Linked DNA regions of Mus musculus: region 1 is linked to region 2. A link is a contact called in public HiChIP or PLAC-seq data. All regions are on one chromosome and are shown on one strand. The core of a region is the stretch at or near the end of the contact, and the rest is flanking DNA. Distances in the headings are between cores, read along the strand shown.

The links. HiChIP or PLAC-seq counts read pairs in DNA pulled down with a chosen protein or histone mark.
Region 1: a contact with region 2 is called in an H3K27ac HiChIP or PLAC-seq map of trophoblast stem cells, with 15 read pairs. The contact joins the enhancer-like site here to the promoter of Zbtb11 in region 2. A contact is called at or near these places in 7 of 39 promoter capture datasets (the C10 cell line, the HPC-7 cell line, embryonic stem cells and 4 more), 1 of 484 Hi-C or Micro-C datasets (embryonic fibroblasts), 15 of 115 datasets of contacts at active chromatin or transcription factors (the 230-238 cell line, the HPC-7 cell line, the SCID.adh cell line and 9 more) and 3 of 9 other capture datasets (adipose tissue, liver and pancreatic islet).

The regions. Positions count from the first base shown.
Region 1 is chr16:56,094,000-56,099,120 of GRCm38.p6, forward strand. Senp7 (SUMO1/sentrin specific peptidase 7) reads left to right here. Exons shown (of 24, transcript NM_025483.4): 4 at 3,341-3,432. It also overlaps the pseudogene Gm18723. Among named protein-coding and RNA genes, the nearest start is that of Senp7, 21 kb to the left of the region's middle. Within about 2 kb of position 2,807, at least 19 of the 459 cell types and tissues checked have an H3K27ac peak or open chromatin away from gene starts, as enhancers often do. A contact at or near this core is called in trophoblast stem cells, where this site is marked.
Region 2 is chr16:55,971,463-55,976,628 of GRCm38.p6, forward strand. Zbtb11 (zinc finger and BTB domain containing 11) reads left to right here and starts at 2,342. Exons shown (of 11, transcript NM_173026.2): 1 at 2,342-2,909. The coding sequence starts at 2,600. Zbtb11os1 (zinc finger and BTB domain containing 11, opposite strand 1) reads right to left here and starts at 3,155. Exons shown (of 1, transcript NR_027965.1): 1 at 1,806-3,155.

The sequences.
Region 1 (5,121 bases), core at 1,557-4,056, 120 kb after region 2:
CATGATGTCCCTGAACATGCTAAGCTGCATTGATGAGGAGGGGACAGGAGACATGTTGTCCTTGACATTCCTTGGGCAGGTAGAGGCTTTTTCCTCCAAGGGGTTTAAACAAAGAAAGTTCTCTGGGTACAGAGTTCACACAACAGGGTAGTGTAGGAAAGCCTGTCATACGGAGGCTGCTAAGATTGAAGATTCCTATTTATTCCTTCTGATAGTGCACATAGCACCATCCAGCACTGTGAAATCTAGCCAGTAAGGGATGAAGCTTCCAGGTCAGTAACAGGTATTACCATCAAGTACTAGAGAGTAACCGAGAGCTACAGCAATGCCTATAATGATTGCTTAGTTTGAAGGAAATGTGGGTATTGTAATGCCCCAAGGCTTAGGAATTGTTATAGAAGAGAGGACAGAAAGCCAGAGGTGATAAAATGACTACAAGGAGACTATCTTTTAGGTACAGCAGGGAATCTGCATGTACAAACTCACAGTGGTTATAGCAACACGCATAAAACCTGTGCAGGCCCAAGCAGGATCAAATCCCATTGTGCACACAACCCCACCCCTGGCTGTGGAGCTATTGGAAATTGTTAGTTGCTGGAAGAAGGGAAGTGAGTTTTCTCTAAGAGTGTATCTCTTAGGAAGTGGACCACACTTCACTGGAAGACCACACATTCAGGAATACTTGGGCAGCAGAAGCTGGTATTGAAGATTTAGAAAGAGAGAGCGCGGGTTGAGTTAGTGGGGAAGCACATGTCACATGTGAAACTCTCCAAAAAAAAAATATTCCTTGACTTCACAGAAGTGTTTTAATTTCATGATATCCCATTTGTTGGTGTTGGTATTATTTTCTGAGTGTCTTGGTATTTTTTTCTCTTGCAGTTTTCAATATTTTTTATTCTATATGTGAAATATTGTGACTATAATTTTGATATCTCTGTTCCTGTCTGTGTTGTGTTGTAATGCTGTTTCTACCTACATAGCCACTTCCCCCTATATCTAACTTCATTTCTACTATGATTTTATTTTAAAAATGTTTCTATGCTATTAGTTTGAAATTCTGCTATGCCAATTATTTGTAGATTTTATCTTTTCAGTGTCTCATGGATCTTGAATAGACATGTTTTGTATATTGTGTGTGTATGGTTGCATGCACTCTGTGTATTTGTATATGTGTGGGTGCATGTGCTACAGCAGGCTTGTAGAAATATCAGAGGAAAACTTGTGGCAGTCAGTTCTCTCCTACCATTTGGGAGATTGAACTTAGGTCTAAAGGCTTGTTGGCAAATTCATTTAATCACTGCCCTGTCTCTCTAGCCCTTAGTCCCTTGTTTTTTGGTTAATACTTTGATAGTGTTTCATTTTAAACTCTATTCCCCGCTCCATGATTAGAAAAATGAATGCTGTCAGTCTGCTCCCACAGTTTGTACAGTGAAAGACCCTGGAATCAAATGTTTGTTCTCATATATAACTGCTTTTTAGTTAGACTCATAAGCTAAGCAGATGATTTTAAAAGTGGCTCATGGCTGGTCCATCCCAGTCACCACTTGGTCCTAGACATCAGCCATGATTGTGACGGTAGGCCTGATTGAAAAGATCCATGTAGGGCAGGGAGAGGAAGTGAGGGCTACAGGGTATGGGTAGCTTTATAGCTTCTAGAGGCCACATCACCTGACTGCTACCCCTCAGGAGTCATTTTTAGCATCAACTAGCAGAAGCCTCTTCTTGTCTTTCTTCATAATCCTCCATGGTTTCAGCTGAGGACCAGGAGTCAACAATGTCTTGAGGATAGGGTACTGAGGGGGTTGCCCATGGAGACACAGGCATGACATGCATTCCCCAGCTCCCATATGGCTCATCAGATTCAAGCACAACATACATCTTCTTATCCATATGTCAGCCAGCCAATGGATCATAGATGGCCAGAGTTTGCTCATGTGCAGCTGTGTGGTGATTTGGCCATGTACATTGCTTTGGTTCACCAGACATGAGCATCAGTCTGAACCACCTGGGCTGGCTTGAAAGATCCTACAAAGTTCTAGTGGAGAATTATGTGCTTCAAGTCCAAGACCATGCCCTGAAAACAGTGTTCTATTACCAAGGTATGAAGCTGGTCATTGTCTAAATTATTGAGACAAAGGTGAAAGCTTTGGTGAAGATATCCTTAGGCTCTTCAGAGAAACCCTTTGTTTTAAAATTAGCATAAATTCTTTTATTTTTCACATTGGCAGTTTGATGCCATATTCTTTGTTTGGTTCTCTGTGTGTCAGTCTTTTCTTTGAAAGAAATGACATTTGAGCATTACCTTTAGAGGGAGCATGGGAATCAAATATACCAGCTTGGATAGGCCAGATGGACAGGGAGTGTCGTTCCTGAGGAATTACCAATCCTGCTTTGCTGGGTCATTCCAAAAATAGCTTCTCTGTTTTGTATTTGGGTAGAAGTTGTAAAACATTTTCTGGTTCCTGTTGGAACATAGCTGTGGACTGAGTCAGCAGAACTGGTTCCTGTTGGAACATAGCTGTGGACTGAGTCAGCAGAACTGGTTCCTGTTGGAACATAGCTGTGGACTGAGTCAGCAGAACTGGTTCCTGTTGGAACATAGCTGTGGACTGAGTCAGCAGAACTGGTTCCTGTTGGAACATAGCTGTGGACTGAGTCAGCAGAACTGGTTCCTGTTGGAACATAGCTGTGGACTGAGTCAGCAGAACTGGTTCCTGTTGGAACATAGCTGTGGACTGAGTCAGCAGAACTGGTTCCTGTTGGAACATAGCTGTGGACTGAGTCAGCAGAACTGGCTGCTGAGGTTACCATCTTAAAGTCCTAGATGAGCAGGACAACCCCAAAGTCACAGTGACCACCATTTTTCATGACCCCTTAATAATCTAAGAGTTTGGTGACATTTCATACATTTTTGTTGTTATGTAGCTATCAAGACATCCCATCCTAAAAAGTGAAAGATTGTAATACTACTTCCCTGTTGTCTCCCTGCCCTAGCCTCACCCACTGTCTCTAAGATTGCCTCCTCCAGGATTCAAACGGAACTGTTCAGTTTATCTTTTTATTGCTGCTTTATTTCACTTAGATTAATGCCAAGACTTGTTCATGTTGTAGCATGTTTCAGAATCTCTTTCCTTGTTTAAGAAATGTTTCAAAACATGCCCTCCCCCCATGTGGCTGGGCACTTATGTGATGCACAGACATATATATAGACAAACACTCTACACATAAGATATACGTTAATAAAGAAAAGAGAATTTGACTGATTGTCTTGGATATATAAGTAAAAATACAAGTGCCTTTAGTCGTATTATTATATTTATTATCAATTTTTTTTCCTTAGTGGACAAGAAGCCTAAGAAATAAAGTCATCTGTCTAGACCACAAAAAACCAAAAGCTGCCCGTGGGTGTCCTCCTAAGGGATTACCAAAAAGGTAAGCTAGGTATTTATGTGTGACATAGAATGGGTTTATACAGTGCATAGACAGCGTGACCAGGAGTGATTATTTGATGCTTGTTGGCTCTCAGTTAACATGTTTAAAATAGAAGGGTCTGAACTCAGTGTCCTCTAAGATTGCTTTTTTTTTGTGATTATAATTTTCTTTACTAATTGTTTTTATGTATTTGGTACATCTTGATAAGCTTTGGCTGACAGGGTAAGAATTATAGACTGATAATACTTCTTGATTCATATTTGTCATCGGTGTTTTTTTTTTTTTTTTTTTTTTTTGAGACAGGGTTTCTCTGTACAGCCCTGGCTGTCCTGGAAATCACTTTGTAGACCAGGCTGGCCTTGAACTTAGAAATCCGCCTGCCTCTGCTTCCCAAGTGCTGGGATTAAACATATGTGCCACCACTGCCCAGCTGTCATCAGTGTCTTTTTTTCTTTTTCAATTTTTTTTTATTAGATATTTTCTTCACTTACATTTCAAATGCTATCCCAAAAGTCGCCTATACCCTCCCTCTGCCCTGCTTCCCTACCCACCCACTCTCACTTCTTGGCCCTAGTGTTCCCCTGTACTGGGGTATATAAAGTTTGCAAGACCAAGGGGCCTCTCTTCCCAATGATGGCTGATGTCATCAGTGTCTTAAAAGGTACATTATTCAGCAACTCTTACTTGATACAGTCATAGTATCCACAAATTACGGATATAGTAAACTCAGTATCTGGAGATTCAAACAATTATTTTCAGAAGGAATTTAGGACACACCAGGGTTGGATATCAGTCCGTGGTTAGAAAGTTATTATTTTAATAAAGAGTTTAGTATTTCCTCTTTAAACAAGATGAAGAACAGTAACAATGAAGTAAAACTTATAATTATTAGATCATGCATACTTAGAAGATTTATTAAATTTCCCGATAGAATACTTTTGTAAGCTACTGATAAAGGAAACTGTAGAAAATATATATTGTTGTCATCATAGCAGTTTATGAACCTGTTGATAGTCTTTCATAGTATAGATAAATTGAGGCACAAGGATACAAGCTTAGGGCCAGCCTGGACTAGAGCATGAGTTCAAGACCAGTATGGACAACATAGACTCTGTGTTATAATAAAAAGGTAAGAATGCACTGGTGACATCACCAAGTGTTAGAGCACTAGCCTAACCTGTGTGAGGGAGACCCTGTGCTCAATTCAGAGGGTGGTGGGAGATGAGGGCCTGAGAGCCCCAATTAAGTGTCCCTTATAAGAGTTGCCTTGGTCATGATGTCTCTTCTCAGCAATGGAACCCCTAACTATGACAGTCCCTTGATTCTGCATTTGTGGTAAGACAGATGATCATAGTTTATGAGTATGTGGCAAAGAAGAACAGCAGCAAGAAGGCAAAGCCAAGAGACATCTCCAAGTACATACACTCAGTGCCTCCTTCCCCCTACAGTTCTCCCACCTCAGAATAGTTTATTCAAAATTCACATCCATCAGTGGAACAAACAGTTAACTAGGTTAGAGTTCTCATGATTGTCTCTGGAAAGCCCTCCTAGGTATGCCCAAGTTTGCCTTACTAATTATCCTAGGTCCCTTCCAATCTAATCCACATGACATTCGAAATTAACCATTGCAAGTCCATTCCTTGCTGATTTGATACCTAACAACATGTCTTTTATCATAACATTCTACCC
Region 2 (5,166 bases), core at 1,092-3,591:
CATCAAAAGCATGAATTCTTACTTGGGGCGGGGCATTTTAGCCACAGACTGCATGCTTTCCTTGACTTGAGTTCCTAGGTCCAACCTCCAGCTAAAAATGTTAATTTCTCATTTGTGTGGTGGCACACACACTTAATCTAGCACTCAGGAGGCAGATCTTGAGTTCCAGGACATCTCAGCTACAATGCCTCCTAATATGTCAGTTGAAGAGATGGCAAACAAAGTGATATGGTTGTGAGCCATGTTTGGAATAGGAGACATGAAAAGAGTTGAAGGCCCGCCTTGGTTCCCTGTAACTGCTTAACTCATCACGTAGTACATCACCATTAGCAGTTAGTTTAGAACTATTCAATCTGTTCCCCCATGAAGACCTCAGTGAAGACCACTGCTGTCTCATGGTTTAAGACTCAAGGCCTGGAGCCTCAAGATGGTCTTGCCACCTGTCAGTATCTTATATAGGAGCGCACCTACACATGCTGCTGGACATTTTCCTGTTGAAACTAGATTTCACTGTCACTGTGGCCTAAAATCCTCAAGAAATTAACCAGCCTCGACCTTCTGGGTAATGAGATTAAAAGCATGGTGCCACTGCACCACCACCCCCCCCCCCCCCCTTTTTAAGGAAAGGATAAGAGACATTCTGGCCTATTCTGGCCTTAAACTCTGTATCTTTCTATTAGAGTGCTTTGATTACAGTTGTAATATTGCTTAGATATTGTTTTCTGGGCTAAGAGTTATACAGCCATATAACATTTTGAGTTTTCTTTCAAGTGGGATTGAGTATTCTAGGGTCTGCTCGTAAACTGGAGACCTCAGAAGTGCATGGTCATCTTGGCTGTATGATGAAATCAGGTTAAGAGCACCACTGACTGCTCTAACAGAAGTCCTTAGTTCCAAATTCCCAGCAACCACATGGTGGCTCACAACCATCTGTTTTGGGAGCCCTCTTCTGGTGTCTGAAGACCGTGACCATGCACTCACATGTAGAAAATAAAATATTAAAAGTATCTGAGGTATGAGGGTATGACTAGCCTAGTAACAAGATCTTTTTCCCAAACAACCATTAGCTTGTGTAAAAAAATTAGTACATGGAATGTAGGCCTTTGCAAGGACACAAGTTTAAAGTTTAGCTTTTCTTAGGAAAGTCTGATTAAAGGGAAAAAAAAAAACCAAAAGACCAGTAACAGTTCCTGGGTTTTCTCTCTCTCTCTTTTTTTTTTTTTTGTTTGTTTGGGTTTTTCGAGACAGGGTTTCTCCGTATATTAGAGCTCACTGTCCTGGAACTCACTTTGTAGACCAGGCTGGCTCGGGACTCAGAAATCCACCTGCCTCTGCCTCCCAGTGCGCCACCACGCCTGGCTGTAACAGTTCCTGTTACCTGCAAATGCTTAGATGGATCTTAATTGTATTGGCAACATTCTTTTTATGTGTATTCTCAAGATTTGATTCAAATATCCCGTTAGCGGTTTTTTTTTTTAAAGTACAAAGGTCATGAAGCCACACCCTGTACAAACCTGTATCTGAATCTCTTGGGAGAAAGATGCTCTCCATTTTTACCCTTCATTTCCTTCATAGACGATGGAAACACTCTAACCACTGTCTGGTTTCTTGAGCCCACTGCCACCTGCTTGCTCCTTACCTGTGGTACCACAAACGTTTAAAAGCGTCATAGATAATGTGTGTGTCTTCTAGGCAGAAATAAAGAAAAATAGCTTCTTTAACTAAAGTCATTGGGTTGGGAAGCCTGGAACCTTCTAGCTTCAAGGAATAAGCACAAAGCGTCCGGGCATTACAAGGAAACGGGATTGAGAGTTACTTCTGCATGTTATTTAATCATCTAAGCAATCTGGACCTGCATAGTCGTCACCATGGTGATGTTTCTAGAAAATTACTTAGGTAGTTTGGAGAAAATTCGTAACACTGAAGCACTTAATGCTCGGTAATACTGCGACAGTATTTGGCCCAGAGGCTCAGACAGTGGCAATCAATTGCTACAGTTTCAAACTCGGCGGTATCTGGTATATCTAGTCTCAGAGTATACAGAACAACTGACTCAGTTACCGTTTACGGGGAGGGTCTCAGGGAAACAAACAGCGAACCGCTCAAACACGTGGCTTTACAGAGAGCGTGGGAAAGGAAAGGGAGGGCGGTGGGGGAGGGCCCTGCCAAGACTTAAGATGTCTGCTGAGGACCCCCGTATCTGCCCGAGAGAGCGCGTTCCCTCTTCCAACATGTCCTCCGCAGTGTTGACGTCACACCGCCGGCTCCCTGGGAGCGCAGAGCCGTAGCGCGCTCCAATCGGGGTGGCGGCCCCGCCCCGCTCCCGCGCGTCACTTCCGGTGGTGCAGCAGCCATTTTGTCAGTCGCCAGCGGATCCCGCGCGCTGCCGAAGTGCAGTTCCCCCTGGTTACCAGGTGGTCGGTTCTTCCCCTCCGCGCTGCCGGCGGGCGGGCAGGCGGGCGCCCTCGGAGAGAGAGAGCGCCCACCACAGGCGTCGCCTTCGCTCCTCCCCGGGTCGCCGCGGCCCCTCTCCCGAGCCGCGGCGCTGTCTGCCTCTCCTTACCACTGACAGGCGCCCCCGAGGGCGCTGCCGGCGGCTATGTCAAGCGAGGAGAGCTACCGGGCCATCCTGCGCTACCTGACGAACGAACGCGAGCCCTATGCGCCGGGCACCGAGGGCAATGTCAAGCGGAAGATCCGCAAGGCCGCCGCCTGCTACGTCGTGCGCGGCGGGACCCTCTACTACCAGCGGCGGCAGCGGCACCGCAAGACCTTCGCCGAGCTGGAGGTGGTGTTGCAGCCGGAGCGTCGCCAGGGCCTCATCGAGGCGGCCCATTTGGGCCCCGGGGGCACCCACCACACCCGGCACCAGACCTGGCACGACCTGTCCAAGACCTACTGGTGGCGAGGTGAGTGCGCCGGGCCCCGGGGGCCGAGGGGGGCGGCTCGGCCCGGCCTGCGTGCGCACCCGCGAGCCCTCAAGTCTGGGGACCGGGCCGTATCCTTAGCCCGGAGGCGTGCGTGCGTCCGTTCGGCTGCGCGGCAACCGCGGGACCCAGCCGAGCCAAGCGGAGCAGAGCGGGCTGGGGACGCGAAAGCAGCCGCACTTCCCCTACAGGAAGGAGGCCCGGGAGGCTGGGGGCGGACCCTCGCCCGGGGTGGGGCTTCGGGGGCTTCCCTCGGGGCCGGGCCAGGCGGTGGAGGGCGTGGTGCGGCCTATCTGGGCCCGCCCCCGAGGCCCTTAGGGGATGGTGGGAGACCCAGAGGCAGAGGCAGACCTACCCTCTCCCTCTCCCTTCTGCCGTAGAAAAAGCTGTCCCAAACCCTGGCTGCCGTCTCCCAGTGAGTGCCGCTCGGATTTGGCCATTGGACTAGGTCCAAATGTCTGTTTCTGCAACTGCGACACAGAAACAAGGAATAATGTGGTTATTAGGACTAATGATGGCGCAGTCGCTGTGAGTCCCGGTTTTAGGGCATTAGGCAGCCTTCCAGACTGCCAGATCCTTTTTCTCGGGAGATGGGACAAGACCGACATACCATAAGAGGTTTTATTTTATTAGGAGGAATGATGACACTTGTGTCGTATGTTTTTTCTTGTTTTGAGTGTGGCACTCCTCCCACCTCAGCCTCTCACGTGTTGATATTACAGCCCTGACTCACCAATCACGGTGACAGGGATCCTGTTTCCTAACGCTTTAACGTTCTTTTTACTTTGTGAAAATAGCCTCGGGAACTGTGTTACGCAGTGTGTGTTGAGAAAAGATCAGGCAACAGGTTTATTGACGGATTGTTTCTCGATTTGAGGCAAGATCTCACTAAATTACTCAGGCCGGCCTTGAGTTAAGGATCTGAGTGCCTCACTAGCTGGGATTACAGACCTGTACCATCAAATCATTGATTATTTGGGAGCAGAATATAATGACCCTAGCACTGTTTGATCCCTTGGAGAGTAGATGAGAGCAGAAAAGCTTGACCTTTTTCTTTTTAATTTTTTTAAAAATGTATGTGTGTGAATGTTTTCCCTGGCGGTGTGTGTGCCCGCACCAGCTGCCCACGAAGGTCAGGGAAGGGCATTGGATTCAGAACTGGAGTTAGGTTACAGATGTTTCTGACACCAGGTAGGTGCTCAGAATTGAACGCTGGTCATTTGAAAGAGCAAAAGTACTGTTTACTACTGAGCTGTCAAGCCAGTCCCTCTAATCTTTCTAGTAAGTTTTTAAAATTCTATTTTATGTGCTGTGTGTATGTGTATGTACATGCAGGCTAGGGCTGGCAGCCTTATTTGTTGAGTCATCTCATTTGTTCTAGATGCTAGTTTTTGTTAGGTTTACCAACTTTGTCATCAAGCCTATTTTAGGAACTCTTTGGTAGTCCTTTTGTTCCTTAGAGAAATCTTTAGTGGTTAACAGGTTTATCTTATTCTCATACAGTTTTTCTTTATATTTCAAAATTTGTGTGTATGGGTGTTTTGCTTGTATGTAAATGTGTGCCTGGAGCCTACAGAGGTCAAATGGAATTCCTAGAACTGGAGTTATGAATGGTTGTGAGCTACCATGTGGGTGCGTGGAAACAAAAACCTTGGTCCTCTGAAAGAGCAACAAGTGCTCTAAACTGTAATCCATCTTCCCTGGCAGTTAATATGACCTCCTAACACTTGTTTGATATTTGTAAAGAATGCCTGAATAAGCTGGGTGTGTGGTAGTATATGCTTTTAATCCTAGCGCTTAGGAGGCAGAAGCAGGCAGAGCTCTGAGTTTAAGGCCAGCCTGTTCTACAGAATGTTTCCAGTACAGCCAAAGCTAACCATGTCTCAAAAAAAAACCAAACCAAACCAAATTAAGTGAAATGAAAAAAACCACCACCACCACCAACACCAACAACAACAACAAAAAAAACCCTGAATTAAGCCAGGCCTATACCAGTACTCCAGAGGCAGAGGCCATAGGATCACTGCAAAGTTGAGGCCAGCCTGGTCTCTCCCTCCCCACCTCCCAAATCTGAACTAAATTTCCAAGAAATGTTAACTGTGAGGAATAAAACTAGAATCATGGCTGCATATTGTTCATATTGAGAGGCAGAGGCAACCTGTTCTATCAAGTGAGACCTTTGTCTAAATGTAAAAAACAGAGTATCAGTGTCTCACTTTACTAATTTCATGTTCTGTTT